2 separate regions of the Sus scrofa genome follow, and region 1 is linked to region 2. The links are chromatin contacts, called in public promoter capture Hi-C maps. All regions are on one chromosome and are shown on one strand. The core of a region is the stretch at or near the end of the contact, and the rest is flanking DNA. Distances in the headings are between cores, read along the strand shown.

The links. Promoter capture Hi-C pulls out the DNA fragments that hold promoters and counts their contacts.
Region 1: a promoter capture Hi-C map of fetal liver shows a contact between it and region 2, with 1.8 times the contacts expected there. The contact joins the promoter of MYADM here to the enhancer-like site in region 2. A contact is called at or near these places in 4 of 5 promoter capture datasets (fetal liver, fetal skeletal muscle, liver and 1 more), 29 of 47 Hi-C or Micro-C datasets (adipose tissue, alveolar macrophages, blood and 14 more) and 2 of 2 datasets of contacts at active chromatin or transcription factors (alveolar macrophages and skeletal muscle).

What each region holds. Positions count from the first base shown.
Region 1 is chr6:56,276,588-56,280,486 of Sscrofa11.1, forward strand. It overlaps MYADM (myeloid-associated differentiation marker), which reads right to left and starts at 1,990. Exons shown (of 6, transcript XM_021094908.1): 1 at 1,693-1,990; 2 at 1,164-1,290.
Region 2 is chr6:56,101,151-56,104,581 of Sscrofa11.1, forward strand. The region is part of intron 2 of LOC110261038 (a long non-coding RNA gene); the gene reads right to left. Among named protein-coding and RNA genes, the nearest start is that of CACNG6, 48 kb to the right of the region's middle. Within about 2 kb of position 1,266, at least 1 of the 83 cell types and tissues checked has an H3K27ac peak or open chromatin away from gene starts, as enhancers often do. A contact at or near this core is called in fetal liver, where this site is marked.

The DNA.
Region 1 (3,899 bases), core at 740-3,239, 180 kb after region 2:
GGCAGTACCGTGTTCCAGGAGATGGTGGTTTAACAAGTGGATGATACTTAACATAAGCGTTTTTTGTTTATTATTTTTTTGATTTTTAGGGCCACACCCGTGGCATATGGAGGTTCTCAGGCTAGGGGGCCAATCGGAGCTGTAGGTGCCAGCCTAGCCACAGCCACAGCAACACAGGATCCAAGGCACATCTTCGACCTACACCACAGGTCACAGCTAGTGGGGTTTTTTTTGTTTTTTTGGTCTTTTTGCCTTTTGAGGGCTGCTCCCGCGGCATATGGAGGTTCCCAGGCTAGGGGTCTAATTGGAGCTATAGCCACCGGCCTGTGCCAGAGCCACAGCAACGCCGGATCTGAGGTGAGTCTGCCACCTACACCACAGCTCACGGCAACGCTGGATCCTTAACCTGCTGAGCAAGGCCAGGGATTGAACCCACAACCTCATGGTTCCTAGTTGGATTCATTAACCACTGAGCCAGACGGGAACTCCTTTTTTTTTAAATAATAAAAAAAAAATCTTGACGAAGTGGGGCTTATTCTAGGAATGCAAAGATGGCCCACATTTGGAGATTATTAAATGAACTTTATCATCCTAACAGAGCTAAGAATAATCACACGATTGTCCCCGGATATACTAAAGGGACACGATGAAATTTAATGTATATGGAGGTTAACACATAATGTAATAGGAATATTTTTAAAATATTGATAGAAGAGTCCCTGCTGTGGTGCAACAGGATCAGCGGCTTCCCTGGAGCCTAGGGACACGGGTTCGATTCCCAGCCCAGCACAGTGGGTTAAGGCTCTGACGTTGCCGCCACCAAGGCAGCCTTGGTCGGAACGGCAGCTCTGATCTGGCCCCTGGCTCAGGAACTTCCATATACCCCGGCGTGGCCAAAAAGGGAAAAAAAAAAAAAAAAAAAAAAAGTTTTTTTAAAGAAATAAAATATTGATAGCCTAAAATTCAAGATCTCAATGAGCAAATGTTAGAAGCTGTGATAAAAATAACCCGAGAATCGGAATTTACATCAGGGCCAAGCCAAGAACCCCCACGATCTTCGCTGCAACCGCACACAGATAACACATCCTCCACAGAGGAGCGGCTGGCCTTGACCATCGCGCCCCCCCTCCCCCCACCGCGAGACACTCTGATCTCCGACTCACCTGCCACGGAAAGTGTTCCGAGGAAGAGACTCCGCTTTCCGTGACTCAGCACTTTCGTTTGCTCAGCGATCTTTGCGTAGCTCCTGCTTTTGGGCACTCGTTCAGGTGCGCGTGCTGTCCCGCTGGGCTGGGACAGAAGAGATCCTGGGGTCAGGGTGACACAGTCTCCCCCACGTTTCTCTTCGTTTCCCTAAAGGGTTCTCGCAGGATCCATAGCTGCGACTTTCTTCCTCCCGACAAATGGGCTTGTTTGAGGAAAACCGAGCCGGGAGCGTAAACCGGTGCCTTTCTCTGCTCCCCCTCCCCCCCGCCCGACTCACTCCAGGGTTGTTAGTCGCCGGGTACTTTTTAATGCGGCCATGAACTAGGAGACAGAGGGAGGGATATTTTCTCAGCTGTTTTCTTTCTCCCCCTTCCTTCCAAACTAAAGCAGTGAATTGCTTGCCCTGCCGTTAGATGCATATACGATCCGGTACCCCCGAAAGCATCTGTTCTCTTAGAGTGGAATCCTTTACCAGAATCCACCTACCCGCGTGGCTTGCTGAGTAGGGCTTGGATCCTTGTTCCGGATCTGAAACACGTGACCACCTTCATCGCCAAAACTGCCACGCAACTTTGGGAACTGTCTTTCCCCTCTGCTCAGAATCACTGGCTTTTAAAAATTAAGAGGTTTTTCGTTCCCCTCCTTCGAGAACAATAGCATCGTTTAACTTGGAGTTTCTTAGAGTGTTACTAAGATATCCCAATTTGGCGACTGTTAAATGGAAGCTAATACCTCTGCTCCTTGAGATTATTCCTAGTTGCTCTCACGTGCTCAGCTGTGCTCAGGCGTGAATCATGTAAAAGGTTGCCCTGGCGACGCTTTGATGAGTTTCACTTCCCGCTGCTGCAAGGCTGGCTTTGTTTTTTTTGCTGCTGTGTTGGCGCGCCCTCTGCTGGGGATACACACGCTCTGCAGTCTCGGGCCCGTCCAGGCTGGACTCTGAGGCAAAGGTCAGAGGTCCCTTTACAAAATTTAACAAGGGGCCCTCTCACCGTACCCTGGGAATATAGTTCCAAGTTTGCTTATGACCATCCATGGAAGCTTCAAGTTTATTAAAAAAAAATGTCCCTTGCCCTGATTGCGCGGCAATTAAGATATAATTATTTCTGATTTGCAGGCCCTGTGAATTATGTAATTGAAGCCTCAGTCTGCTCATAAGTAAAAGCTGACTCCTCAGTTACCTGCTCATTAAACTTTGAGTGGATTCACACGTGGGCGAGAGAGGTTTATTGCAACAGCCAGCTCTGCTCCCAATAGTTTTAAATACAAACTTTGACGTGTTCCTACAAGTACCTGGATGGAAGAGATATCTAAATGCAGCTTTTTTGTGCAGTTTGGCATCTCCCAAACTAGGAAGCATCTTGTCATTGAAGGCATATTACTCTAGGGGTTCAAGCCGGAGTGGCCATAAATACATGGAAGTCACTTAAATGTCCATCAACAGATAAATGGATAAGGAAGACAAGATACATACATAGATGGAATATTACCAGCCAGAAAAAGAATAAAATTTCCCCACTGGCAGCACCATGGATGGACCTAGATCATATCATAGAAAGTGAAGAAAATCAGATTTAAAAGGCTAAATACTATATAATATCACTTACTGTGGAATCTAAAAATGGTACAAATGAATCTATAGAGAAACAGAAACAGACTTATAGCGAACGTATTTATGGTGACAAAAAAGGAAGTTGGCGGGACAAATTATGGGAATGGGAATGGGAATGGGATTAACAGACACACATGGCCATATGTAAAATAAACAAGGATTTACTGCGGAGTAAGGGAACTAAACCTTATCTTGTAATAAATTAAAATGGAAAGGAATAAAAAAAGTCTATATGTATAGCCGAATTCCTTTGCTGAACACCTGACACTAACACAATCTTGTAAATCAAACAGGCTTCAACTGAAAAAAAAAGATTCTTTGGCCACTGCCAATGATGGTCACATCCGCCTGCTGCAAGGCGAAGGCTGTTTCTCCTGCTGTGTTGGCGCGCCATCTGCTGGTGATACCGCTGCAATGCAGGCACCGGCACTGCAGTCTGGTCAGTGAGACAGAAGTCAGAAGTCCCTCTGAAAAATCCACCAAGAGGCCCCCTTCAAGGTCCCCTAGAAAAATCATTCAAAATTTGACTCTCGCCATCCATGGAAGGTCTGACTGAAAAATTCTCTTGCCCTAATTGACTGCTGGGCGATGAGAAAAACGTTTTAATGGTTTGTAGGTACAGTGAATTATGTAATTGAAGCCTCAATCTGCTCATATGTGAAAGCTGACTCCTCAATTACCTCGTGTGCTCATGAACCTCTTGAGTAGATTCACATGTGGGCTTAAAAAACTCTCAGGACAGCGAGCTCTGGTTTCAGTAGCTTTAAATACAAAAAAGAACGTAGAAGTGTTCCTGAAACCAACTAGGTGGTAGGGTTTTCTAAATGCACATTTTGGACACTTCAGCATCTCCCAAACTAGGATGAGTCTTGTCATTGAAGGCACATTATTCTAGGGGTTCAGCAGGAGTGGCCATACAGATATGGATGCTACTTTAATATCCATCAACGGAAAAATGGATACGGAAAATATGGTGTATATATGTAGATGGAATTTTCACCTGGCAGCAACATGGATGTACCTAGAGGATATCATGGAAAGTGAAGAGAATCAGACAGAAAAGCATATTGTATGATATCAC
Region 2 (3,431 bases), core at 16-2,515:
TAGCCGCTGGTCTACACCACAGCCACAGCAACTCAGGATCCAAGCTGTGTCTTCGACCTACACCACGGCTCACGGTAACACCATGATCTTTAACCCGCTGAGTGAGGCCAGGGATTGAACCCACAACCTCATGGTTCCTAGTCGGATTCGTTAACCACTGTGCCACGACGGGAACTCCAAGGACTGGATGCTTTAAACCACAGATGGGTGTTTTCTCAGCTCTGGAGGCTAGAAGCCCAAGAGCAAGGAGGTGGCCAGTAGAGTCTCTGGTTGAGAGCCGTCCCCCTGGCTTGCAGATGGCCCCCTGATCCCTGTGTCCTCACGTGACCTTTCGTCCACAGGACACTCATCCTGTGGATCAAAGCCCCACCCTTACGACCTCACTTAGCGCTACCGACTTCCTTGGAGGTCCCGCCTCCACATACGACCGCGCTGGAGGTTAGAGCTTCAACATCATGAATTTCAGGAGGACACCAACATTTTGTCCATCACACACACACACACACACACACACACACACACACGCACACACACGTGATCCTGTAAGACATCCACCAAAAGAACTACCCAGAGCCTCTACACACATGCAATCACACACAACACACATTCTCGTGGGCTGCGTTTTGTCCCCTCACCGCCCCCCGCCCAAATCCATACCTTTAAGTCCCAAACCCCCTAGTATCCCAGAACGTGGACTTAGATGCAGAGGGGTCACTGCACATTCATTAAAAGGATGAGGTCATTGTGGAGCAAGACAAGCTTGCGTCCCATGTGGCTGGGTCCTTGGGAAACGGGGGAATGTGGACACAGAGACACGCACAGGGAGGGCGCTGCATCGTCTGAAGATGAAGGCAGGAGTTCCCGTTGTGGAGCAGTGGTTAACGAATCCGACTGGGAACCATGAGGTTGCGGGTTCAATCCCTGGCATTGCTCAGTGGGTTGAGGATCCAGCGTTGCCTTGAGCTGTGGTGTAGGTCACAGACGCGGCTCGGATCCCCTGTTGCTGAGGCTCTGGTGTAGGCCGGTGACTATAGCTCTGATTAGACCCCTAGGCTGGGAACCTCCATGTGCTGCGGGAGTGGCCCTAGAAATGGCAAAAAGACCAAAAAAAAAAAAAAAAGATGAAGGCAGAAGTTGGGGTGCTGTGGTTATAAGCTGAGAACTGCCAAAGCTTCCCAGAGAATGACCAGAAGTCAGGAGAGAGGCGTGAAACGCAAGGAACCAACACCCTCCCCCCACAACAAATGTGGACTTTGGACGTCTGTCCTCCAGAACTGGGACAGCACAGCTTTCTGCTGTGTTGGCTGCCCAGTCTGTGGGATTTGGTTAAAGCAGCCTGAACAGATTAATACAGGGACCTAGGGAGGCAGCAGGAGGCCAGGAGGTGCAGGAGCCTCACCTCCAAGTCCTCAGCATCCGCTCCGCTCTCCCGTCAGAATTTACCAACAAAACACAGAGTCCCCATTAGGAACTTCGCGATGGTGACTGCAGAGCACAGACCCCAAGAACTGTGAGGTCCACTGTGCCCAGGCTGCACGCCCACAAAGCCGGCCCTGCTTGCATCCCAGCTGCAAGCAGAAGCCCCTTGGACTGGGGCCTCTGCAGGGGAACTCACTTTGCTTCCCTTCCTGAGCTGCCCCGCCCCTGGTGGACAAAGCACTGAAGTCACAGCGGGGCTCATCCGTGCCCCTCTGCTCCTCTTGCCTCAGAAGCTACTCTCCTCGGAGCTTGGGGCCCATCTGCCTCACCATGTGGAGGAAGCCTGTCTTCAGTGAAAAACACGAAGATGACTCAGAGCATCAGGAAAAGGAGACGGAGTGTGCCTCCAGCTTGTGTTTTTGGCTCCTAATTGCTTCCAAAACACAGCATCCCTTCCCTTCTTGCAGTTCTCTTATTCAGCCCTGCTGGGGACCTTCTGAGCCAAAGCAAAAAAAACCCCAAAGCCCCAAACAACCCAGCAAAGTCCTTTGCCTCTAAACTAGTCTGAGAAGGCATTTCATTCTGATCCAAGAGTCCTGATGAATAGTATTAAAATCAATGACCCTAATTTAAGATCTCATTTATGGACAATTTCTCGGCATTTATCCTCCTTAAAGTACTATAGTTAAGTCACCAATTTTAATGATTTCCTGACTTTATCTTCTAAAATCACGAATGCGGTAGCAAGTGTAGTCCATCAAATTGTTTTCTTTCTTTTTCTCTTTCTTTCTTTTTCTCTTTCTTTCTTTCTTTCTCTTTCTTTCTTTCTTTCTTGCTTGCTTGCTTGCTTGCTTGCTTTTTAGGGTTGCACCCGTAGCATATGGAGGTTCCCAGGCTAGGGGTTGAACTGGAGCTGTAGCTGCCGGCGCATGCCACAGCCCCAGCCACCCCATATCCAGGATATGTCTGTGACCTACACCACAGCTCATGGAAACACCGGATCCTTAACCCGCTGAGCAAGGCCAGGGATCGAACCCACAACCTCACGGTTCCTAGTCAGATTCATTTCCACTTTGCCACAACGGGAACTCTGGTCACATTGCCTTCTTAACTTGTGTCTTCCACATGGGACATGGCAGGGGAGAGCCCCAGAACTGCAGGGTAAGGACAGTCCTTTGTTTTCAGACAGGGTCGGATATAAGTTTGGGGTTACAGGAGCTACAAAAGTTTTGTTAAAAATCTTCAGGACTTGGGATGAGGGGAGGGATGAAGACTGCAAAGTAGGAGGACGTGGAAGGCACCCACGCAGTCCTCAGGAAAAAGAACAAAGCTAGAAGCATAACCCTCCCAGACCTGAGAATATACTACAAAGCTACAGTTATCAAAACAGCACGTCCTGCTCTGTAGCACTGGGAACTAAGTCTCATCACTTATGACAGAGCATGATAATGTGAGAAAAAAGAATGTGTACATGTATGTATAACTGGGTTACCATGCTGTACAGTGGGAAAAAAACTGTATTGTGGAAATAACAATTAAAAAAATAAACTACTTTTTCTTCAGAAACGAAACAAAGCAAAACAAAACAGCATGGTGCTGGCACAAGAACAGGCATAACAGATCAGCGGAACAGAATAGAGAGCCCAGAAACAGGCCCACACACCTACGGTCAATTAATCTTTGACAAAGGAGGCAAGAATATACACTATAGAAAAGATAGTCTCTTCAAGAAGTGGTTTAGGGAAAGATGGAGGGCTGCATGTCAATCAGTGAAGTTAGAACAACCCCTGGAGTTCCCGTCGTGGCACAGGGGTTAATGAATCTGACTAGGAACGATGAGGTTGTGGGTTCGATCCCTGGCCTTGCTCAGTGGGTTAAGGATCCGGGGTTGCTGTGAGCTGTGGTGTAGGTTGCAGACATGGCTCGGATCCCACGTTGCTGTGGCTCTGGTGTAGGCCAGTGGCTATGGCTCTGATTCGACCCGAGCCTGGGAACCTCCATATGTCATGAGA